Linked DNA regions of Capsicum annuum: region 1 is linked to region 2. A link is a contact called in public Hi-C data. All regions are on one chromosome and are shown on one strand. The core of a region is the stretch at or near the end of the contact, and the rest is flanking DNA. Distances in the headings are between cores, read along the strand shown.

The links. A called contact is a pair of places that touch in the nucleus more often than the background predicts.
Region 1: a Hi-C map of leaf shows a contact between it and region 2, with 1.8 times the contacts expected there. The contact joins the enhancer-like site here to the promoter of LOC107875923 in region 2. A contact is called at or near these places in 2 of 5 Hi-C or Micro-C datasets (leaf and placenta).

The regions. Positions count from the first base shown.
Region 1 is chr6:211,310,872-211,316,068 of UCD10Xv1.1, forward strand. It overlaps the pseudogene LOC107875922. Among protein-coding and RNA genes, the nearest start is that of LOC107875921, 29 kb to the right of the region's middle. Within about 2 kb of position 1,445, at least 1 of the 5 cell types and tissues checked has an H3K27ac peak or open chromatin away from gene starts, as enhancers often do. A contact at or near this core is called in leaf, where this site is marked.
Region 2 is chr6:211,262,229-211,267,557 of UCD10Xv1.1, forward strand. It overlaps LOC107875923 (aminoaldehyde dehydrogenase 2), which reads right to left and starts at 2,370. Exons shown (of 16, transcript XM_047413916.1): 1 at 2,205-2,370; 2 at 1,518-1,825; 3 at 724-857. The coding sequence starts at 1,548.

The DNA.
Region 1 (5,197 bases), core at 195-2,694, 48 kb after region 2:
ATATTATTTATGTGGTTTGGTCAAGCGACCTACATATTAAAAATTAATATTGAAAAACATTAAACCTATTGGAAGAAATCTCTCCCTAAACAAGACTCTTTAAACGACTATATTGTGGATGCTACTGTGTTGTGACTTGAGAAGAGAATTGTTGTATTTATAGAGTTACAAAACCCTTCTTCTAAGAAAGAGTAAACCTAATAGAAATCTAATAGGAAAGAGATCTTTTCCTATTAGGAAATCTTTTTCACTAAGAAATCATTTCTGAAGTAAAACACAATTTTGATAGAATCCAAGTAAGGTAGGAAATTCAGGACAAATCCTAACAAAACATTCAACACTAACTTCTGCACTTTCTTATTGGCAGATGTTAGAGTCTTTGTATTATTTATTTTATTGTCAGTCTACGTTGTAGTAAATGGCTCTTGTACACGACTGGCCATGTCTTGGGATAGTGAAGGACATTTGTAAGAAGTTTTTGAAAAGTTTTATTTATTAATATTTAATTTACCTTATTATATTTAATCTAGTATTCCCTTAAAAAAGAAGTCTTCCGCATATTTTTAAGTGGGTAAGAAAGGTTCTCTTAACTGCTTAGTATAGTGTAGGTGTCGCATGGTCCAATAATTTGGATCGTGACACAAAATCTCCTAAATAGCTAACATTTAGAAAACAAATAAGAAATAGTTAAAATTTGCCTAATTACGAGACATAGTTACAATTTAGTAGTTAAATTTATAAATTAGAGATTGTATTATATAAATACAAATTCACTTTAGAGATTTGTGTATTAGCCTCGAAATTCACTTGTATACAATTACAAATCTTTAGAGATTTGTATAAGAGTCCAAAATTTACTTGTATACAAATAGTCCTGAAATTAGTAAGCACCCCTCCCTCACCTTTGCGAAATTAGAGATTTACATATGAGCATCAGAATATAAAAATATATAATCAAAATAAAGATATATTTGATTATTTAATTTAAACCTTAGTTGCGTCTGATAATTATTTTAAACATTAACATCAGAATATAAAAATATATAATACAAAATAAAGATATATTTGATTATTTAATTTAAACCTTAGTTGCGTCTGATAATTATTTTAAACGGTCTGATAATAACTTGATATTTTCTGCTCTATTTAATTTTTCCTAAAGAAAATGGATGTCTTGGGCTAAAATTTGCTTTTCAATTTGTCAGTCATAAATCACGAAGGAAGAATCATGGTATCTTTAAAAGTGTCCAACTAGGTGTAGCACCTAGTTGTTCGACAACTGACACAAGTTGTTCAATAATTGCGCGAAGTAATTCAGACAACTAATGTAGTTATTCAACAACTATTCCAATTGTTTAAAAAGATTTAATTTTTTTTTTAATAAATTTGTGGGATCCACTTGTCCCTTTCCTTTATTGAAACTTGGAAGGATCTTTTGACTCATTTTTAGCGATGGCCCAAACAACGAGAAAAACACTGGTAATAAAGGAAGTCAAGGACGACCACCAAGCCTATCCCGCAAGAAAAGTGACGCTCAAGTTTTCATAACTGAAGGACCGAAAATGCTATAAATCCCAACATTGAAAACAAGAATAAATAACAATAACTTGAACAAAAGATATTACGAGCGATATTATTTATGAAAATAAAAAGAAACATATAAAAGGTGTATTCTGTGGATTATCGTCTACGTAACTCGTACTCTTCCTGAAATGTTGTTGCACCTGCATTGGATCTTAAAAAAATACATTACATTCGAAGGACCTAACACACACCTATCTGCACTTTCACAGATTCCAAACAACATAGCTTATAGTAGTAATTATTATTTCAGCTTCATTTCCTCAGTGCCCTGATCTCCAGCATCTAGCCTTCTCAGAAACATTCATGCAATATTGATAATCCTCAAAAGTTGGATCAATTTCATCTAGTGAGTGCATCATAAAAGGAACATGTTGAACCACTGGTTCCACAAAGAGGTTGTCCACCTAACAAAACAATTCTCAATGGCTTTGAAGATTTTTCCATACACTAAGGGCTCGTTTGGGATCAATTTATCCCGGGACTGTATTGTTATTTTTATCCTATATTGTGGGTGCGATAACTAATACTGGGATCACTAGTTCTCGACCAAACAACCCCTAAGTCCTTCTTTGCCTAAAACCAAGCAATGCTTCTTATACTGCATAATAGGTATACTACTAAAAACCCCTGCCACAACCAAAGAAGTAGATTAATATCTAACATTAGTTTTTACTACTATATTATAGAGTCAAGTACAATACAATAAAGTGGTGGTGTGTAAAGTATCTACGTGGGACGAGGTCAAAAGTTGTGTTGCTCGGACTCTTTAAAAATGCCAACGGGTGCATGTCGGATATTCCGCGATAGTGCATTTTGGGGAATCCGACACTAGTGTGCCAGCATTTTCAAAGAACCCGAGCAACATAGGTCAAATGGCGAGAAAACCAAAGAAAAAAGAGGTAAACTCACCATATATCTCCACAAACAGTGCAACAAAACCTTAAAGGGCAGAGGAGCAAAAGAGATGAGAAAACAGAGAAGCAGAATTTAAACAACTGCATATTTTGGCAGAGAGGAATCACAGATCAAGATGAGAATAGCCTCAAAGAAGCAACTGTATTTACGTTTTGTAACCACGGTTCAGAACATGGAGCTAGTAAAAATTTCCCTATGTGAACATTACTATTTAACTTGTTCTATTTGACATACATCAGACAAATCTTCCAGTAAGTAGCCATGGACTAAACAAGTCCAACTCCCATGTAATACCATCAAATTTTCACCCATGAACAGCCACTAAAGCACATACAACCTTCTTCAATCGTTTTCATGCTATATCACAGAGAAAATCAAAACACCAAAATAAAATAAGTCCAGACAATGCCCAGAATTTGAAATGCTGAAAAGCAAATGGGATCACAATTCACAGCATCAGAAATCAAAAGAAAAAAAAAAAAAGTTACAGGTGATTAAAGAACAGAACTGGCAAGCATCGAGACATTAGAACAATAAACATGCAGAATTAGAACTGTCTATTAAGAAAAGGGATTTTTCACCGTGGAAGTAAATCAAACCATATTTGACTAATAAGCTCAGAACCAAGAAAATGAAGTGCAATTGAAGAGACAATTATCACCAAGGATGCATCATATGCAATAAGACACATCAGCAATATCTCTTAACACTGTTATAATAAATCATTTATCATGTAACATAAAAGAGAGAAATACTTAAGACAGAAGCACTTATATGCTCCCTAAAGAAAACAAGCTTTTTGAGTAGAGAAAATTTCATAACGCGCAAGCGCAACTCTTTTCACTACTCTGAAGCATTTTCTTTTTAAGTCATAGATCACGACAGTATCCAAATGTGTAAATATTATTTCTTCATTCCATGTCTTGAAGTTAGACTTGATCATCCCAGGCCCAAAGTTGACCAAATCAATGCTATACTCCTTTACCCGTGTGCAACTTATTTTATCCTTGAGTATCCACAAGTCTAGAATTGAACTCCTACGAAAGCTCCCTTCATCTGGCAAGCAAAGCATACCTTTCAAATCCATCAGATTCAGGCCATGAATACTTTCGAAAAATGATGGGTAAGATATAGTTAGGAATTTTTCGTTTTCTAAGTCAAATGAAATAATATCACGAGGAGGCTGGGGACGCTGAAAACGTTTTGTCAACCAATACATACACTCATTTACTAACAGCCCTGGCATGAGCGGATGAGAAAAAGGTGTGTCTACAATTTCCTTCCACTTACTAAAAGAAATTCCACCACCAACCTTAGTTATGGTAAGAACCTCATATTTTATTTGTGCAAACAGAAGGTCACTAAGAGGGCACCACTTTACATCCATGGAAAGAACCCTATAGAAAAAATGCACCACTTTGTATTCCTTCCTAGATTGAAGATATCCAAACCCAAAATGATCATATCCAGGGGTAATAGAAGGTGAATATTTCGGCAGTTCACACAATTGTTGCATGGCAGGATTGCATAAATAAATAGACAATTTGTTGAAAGGCAAACCAAACCAAAGCATACTTGCATTGTGCTACACGGAAGTTGATTATCACGGACAGTAACAGTGTATAACTCCTCCATGCTTCCCATCCATGTCAACTGAAACGAATCGCATCCTGCACCTCTTTGGCCGATGCAAAGTGTCTGTTGTTTGCCAAAAGAGAATCTGGGGCTCATTTTCTTTTGATTGGGTGAGGTGAGAATGAAGGAAGGACGGACTAATAATGAAGTCATTCCAGGACTTGGATGTGCACCTTAACATGGATAATGTCTTGAGGGGGCATCTTAGAAAAAGAGAGGTCATAACGTCATCGGGTAGCTTATTAAAGTAGTCATAAGTCCCTTTCTCCTCCTCCTGCTCCTTTTCTGTACTATTAATTTTTCTCCTTATTACTGACATTTTCATCTTCTTGCTAGGCTGCTGCAATATCATCAACAACAAAGTATTAGACTTATAATTTTAACTAGTATTACTTTTTATTCTCGCATATAATTCATCTTCTTGCTAGGCTGTTGCAATATCATTGACTAACAACACTTGTTCTGTTAATGAAAAAAAAAAAAAATGATTTTTACCGAGAGAGTTCAAAAAGTATATAGAAAGTAAATACAGAAAGAACATCAAAAGATAATTTTGACCCTATATACCACAGATCCAAACCTAGAAGTAAGAGTAACATAGTATTCAGCTAATTAACCCACTTCTTTAAGTAAAAATATCATAAAATTAGTAAATCTAAGCTGAAAATTGTAAATATCAAAAAGTGAGTAAATTTAATTTGAAATATGCAATGCTATATACTATATAGAATCAAATTTATTATATAAAAGTGGTATAAAAAAGGTACCTTTTTGTGTTCTTGTTCCCAATTGCTAGTGTTTTTGCGTCGATTAACTTTCATTTTCGCCGGCGGAAGACGGTGGTTGGAGGTGGTAGAGGCAAAGAAGAAAAGATGGTACGATCTTGTAGACTGTAGTCCATGAGAAAAATGCGTTATGGCAGGGGTATATAAAAACTAGTGGCCCGGCGCCGTCGTTCCCAATATTTATATAGTACTATTATTTATGTGTTAGTATATTTTTATTTTTAATTCGATTTAAAAAGAATATTCATTTGTTATATTTAAGAAAATAATTTGATTTT
Region 2 (5,329 bases), core at 1,120-3,619:
TGTTTCAATATCTTGTCAACACCAGGTGAAATACAATACATACAGAAGTTAACTGTATCCAAATAGTAAGCTAGATGCCCCTAAAACGAAAACATGTGCGCTTTTTTATCCTCCGCGACATCTACAGCTGCACTATATTTCAGGCATCTATAGTGAATAAATATTTGGGCCTAGGACAATCTGAAAAGGCACTCACAACTTTAGAGGAATCGGAATCACTAATGTAATATTACACCTTCGCTAAACCTATTACTATGCCTTGATCTCATCTACATCCATTTCGCTCCAATTGAAGACTTGTTTCACCCCAAACTCAATAGTTCATCTACAAAGACAAAATATGTAGTTTTATCTACAAGGTAAAGATAGCTATTCTTCAAAGCAGAACCAGAATTTGACGCGGTAGGTTGTTGAAGATTTAATTATCACTCGACACACTACCCGTGTTTAGAAGTTCCACTTCACCTCAGTTCAAGGACACAAGGAACACGATCTAGATTTAAGTTCATGGATACGAATGAAAAATTGATTTAAACTAACTAAGGGAATACAGTTTTCCACATCCTGTATGATTTGAGCTCAACGACACTATTCCGAACTCACACATAATTACAAAATCAGCATTGAAACAAAGATAATTTCTCTGTTCTGGCCTAGTAACTGGCTGCATCAGGGAAAGGGCCAAATATACCCTGAACTATTCAACGCAGAAGAGTATACAACCTTAGCAGCAATAGCACGGAGATATTTTGCGCGTTGTTCCCCTGTTGTGGAACCCCAATCATCCCGAGCAAGAGCTCTTCGAGCTGCTTCCACAGCTATATCCACATCTTCTGCAGTAGCAGCCGGAAAATCCCCTGAAACTCGAATTTCACTTACATTGCACTACGAAACAAATAAATTAATCTGTTCTGTCGAATAACTTAAGCTTTTAGACGAGACTGTTCATGCAATTCAACATATTATCTCAGAAAAACAAAAGTTTTTTCACGCGCTTTGCAAAAAGCAATAAAAGAATCACACTTGCAAATAAAAGGACATTCAACCGGAAAAAAAAAGTGAGAAGCGCGATCATATTAGAATAGGAGAAAGAACATAGTGTATGCTAATCATCAAATTAATTCATTCTCACTATAACTTAAACAGTTACACTTTTAGATGAGACTGTTCACGGGATTCAACATAATATTTCAGCTGAACAAAAGTACTTTCACGTGCTTCGCCAAAGAAAAAAAAAAGAATCAGACTCGCAAGTAAAAGGACATTCAACAGGAAAAAAGTGAGACGCGCGATCAAATTTGAATTAGATAAAGAACATAGTATGATAATCATCAAATTAAATCATTCTCTCTAATAACTTCCACTTTTAGATGATACTGTTCACGCGAACATAATACTTATCTCAGCAGAACAAAAGTATTTTCACATGCTTCGCCAAATTTGTTTTAAGAAAAAAGAATCAGACTCACACATAAAAGAACATTCAACTAAAAATGTAAAAAGCGCGATCAACTTACAAGCAAAGAAAGAACATAGTATGCTAATCATCTAGTAATATACCGATGATGTCTTCAGTAGCCGGATTGATTATTGGTATCCTCTTCTTCTTGACTGGTTCTCTCCATTCTCCGTCGATGTACAGCTGTCGACTTGGGATTGGTACGTTGTGAATTGCCATAACTCGATAGTCGATGCAACCACCAAAGAGTTTAAGACTTTTTAAGTAGAGAAAACTGATCTACCATACAGCAAAAATGTTGCAGACTCCAGTGCTTAGTAAGAGCAACTTTTAAAACTTGTGGTAAGTAGTAAATAGAGGGTGTTCCTGCAAGAAATAACCGTACGAATAAGCTCAAAGCATTGTAATTTTCAACCAAAGAAATTCAGATGAACCCATAATATTAGTGTGATTAATTACTATGTTTGTTTTAACTATTGCTAAAATTATTAGTATCATTAAGTCCCACTATCTTATTGATGTGTCACATTAAGTAACGAGATAGGATAATCCATCCAAATGTTATACTTACTAATATAATACAACACAATATAATACGATGTATTATGAATGAACATGTAACAACCATCCAAACAGTGTAGAAGTAAAATTTAGATCATAAATTAAATTATTTTTCAAATTTACAAATGTACAATTATTTTTGGTTTAAATTAATTAAGAAAAATACTACTTTTGGAGAGATTACCTGAAATGAATGAAAGAGAATAAAGGATAGCTCCAAAGAGGAAATTGTGCGTAAAGCCTTTAAGTGGGTAATGTATGATTAATAACATCAAGCAACTAACATTTTTTATAGTGTGATGTACTTCCAAGTTTGATAAATATGTAGTATTAGACGTGATTTCCTTTTATTAGAAAAAAAACAAAGGTGCACATGCTCATATAAGTCATGATTTTTCATTTTCAGTACTATGATCAAATTTAGTGGTCAATAATGCTTGGGCTATGATCAAAGTTTAGTGGTCAATAATGCTTGGGTTGCTAGATATTTCCTTGGTTACGTTGAAACTAAGGAAATCTTATGTGGTAGTAATAAACACCTACTCCCATGCTCTATACTTACATCAAATCAAAAAAATTAATTTTCATAATTAAAAGTCGAACTTCTCTAGTTCAAACTTCATTTTTTTTTTTACGGTTCAAATCGAATTTTAATTTTATATTTTTTGAATTGTATGGTTGTAGTATGAAGTCTGAGGCGAACTCAGGAATTGAAGAACGCGAGTGTACCATTATCTTGACATAAGTGGTCAAGAATCTTTCAATGATGACTGATCTTGACATAAGCGGTCAAGGTTCTTCCAATGATGAATGATCTTGACATAAGCGGTCAAGAATACAATTGAGGAATAGCGTCGTGTCTGACTGATTGGTCGGTATAGACTTAAGCAATAATGAAAATACAAATATATAAGCCAAATATGATATAGTATCTAAACAAGATGTCACAGGTTCCAATCTCTGCTACCACTATTGTTGTTTAAATTTTTTTTTTTAAAAAAAAACACGTGCACCCCACCTAACACGTGGTTCCGGCCCCCTATGAAGTATGATGGTGATATTTATATTGACATCACATTGATACTAGAGAAGCTTTTGCAAGGTATTGCCAATTAATAGCAGTAATAACACGGTTAATTCCACTCAAATAGCAATGGATTTTCGCTATTTTTGAAGCTTTATTTTCAATATTAACTGAGTAGTATTAAGTTTTGTGACTAACTGAATCTGACAAACTACTTATATTAACCAAGAAGCAACCACGAGGGTTGGTGCGGTGGTTCAACACCTCACCCCTTAAGTAAGAGGTTGGAGGTTTGATCCCCACCTCTGGTGAATGGAGAAAACTCTGTGGCCAGTTTCCTATGCTTAGTGCGCTGATAGTGAAACGGAGGATTCATCTCACGACTGTCGACTGTAGGAATACCTTGAGAAACTAAAAAAAACACAAGAAGCATATGATATATAATGGAAAGGCCATGATGTTTTTCTTTTTGTTTGTGTATTAGTTGTGACTCTAATTTATACTTATGTTTTTCGTGTTAATACGATTTTTTTTCTCTCGACTTGCTTATAGGATGCACATTCGGTTCATTCTGTTTGTTTATTTAATGTCGATTTGATTTTAGATTAACGAAAATGACAGTCATAATCAAACTAAAATAAATTTGGTTTGGTTTGATTTCTAAAAATTCGATTCGGTTATTTCTAATTTTTATTTCGATTTTGAAGATTAAAGTAGTGAGTTTTTCTTTGTCATGATTGGGCATTTAAAATTGGTGATTTTGTTAGAAAAAATAATTTTTTTTCAAACCTATTTTTCATTCTCAAATATAAATAACTCAACATGCATGAAATAAAATGAAATAATCGAAAAATATTATTTACACTGAATATATATATATATATATATATATATAATTTATATCTATCTATAATCTATAATATATTAAAAGTGTGAAGCCCCTTAGAAAAGTGATTTGAATTTTTTGTCCCTTATTAAAAGAGTTTTCTTTAGACAAAATTGTCTTTTCATTATTTTCTTCAATTTATTATTTTATTATTTTTATTATATTAACTAGACTCCTAAAATATATGAAAGGAGGATCAATTAATATTTTCCTCTATTGATCAATTAGAAAAATACTCCTAAAATAGGACTCTATTAAGGAAATACTTCTATAAATATTAAGATGCACGTTAAACTACAGAAAAAATTGGTTTACTTATTGAAAAAATATATTGATACTCGTCTAACTTGATTCGGTTGCATGTCTAGATTGGTGGATGCTTAATTTTCTAATCCTCAACTTCTTCACTATTTTTGTCAACATAATAAAATTCAGCGTGTGTATATATATATATCTTCTTTGTTTTTACTCAAGTCATTCTTTAGTGTCTAAATTTTCGCTCAGACAAGAATTATTTTCATCAAAACTGAAGTTTTGTTATCACTATTTTATTATTTTGTTGTAGTTTGCAGATCGTAGTTGAATTTACAGGTGGTAGATGAATGTCGGTCGACTTTGAGGAATTTTTTTTAGGTAAAGGTTAAGTTTAATTGTATTATTTTTATATCTCTGTTTTGAGAATTTTTTTGTGTAAAGGTAAAGTTTAGTTGTATTATTTTGGTATCTCTATTGTCGTATTATTTTGTTATAGTTTACAGATGGTAGATAAGTGTCGGACGATTTTGAGAAATTTTTTGTGTAAAGATTAGATTTTAATTATATTTTTTTGATGGCCCTATTATCGTATTGTTTTGTTGCAGTTTACAGGTGGTAGATGAATGTTGATTGACTTTGAAATTTTTTAGGTAAAGGTTAAATTTAATTTAATAAATTCTCCAAAAGATGTTGAATTTAATTATTGTATTCATCTTTATTATTTAAACAAATATCATATTTAATGTAACGTTTGAACTCAATAATGTAAGGTACACGCGCGAGGCGCGTACACCTAAACTAGTATATGTATATTATTTATATAGTTTCGTTTTTTGGTTAAATTGAATTTTTTTTTGAAAAAAATAAATGAAAATCAAACCGTTTAACAAATTTCTAAAATTTGAAACTAAAACTAATCCGAAAAATCAAAAAATCAAAAATACCCAAACCAAAATTAAATTTCAATTTGATTTTTCAATTTTTTCCGGTTTGAACCAAAATATATCCAACATGGCTTATCATGGGCTAAAAAAGAAGAATAGTAATTTTTGGTCCATTAAAATATAAAATGATCAAATCTTGTCCAAGCATTTTAATTAACAAATTGGTTAGGCAATTATAATTACCACCTAATTAAATTAGT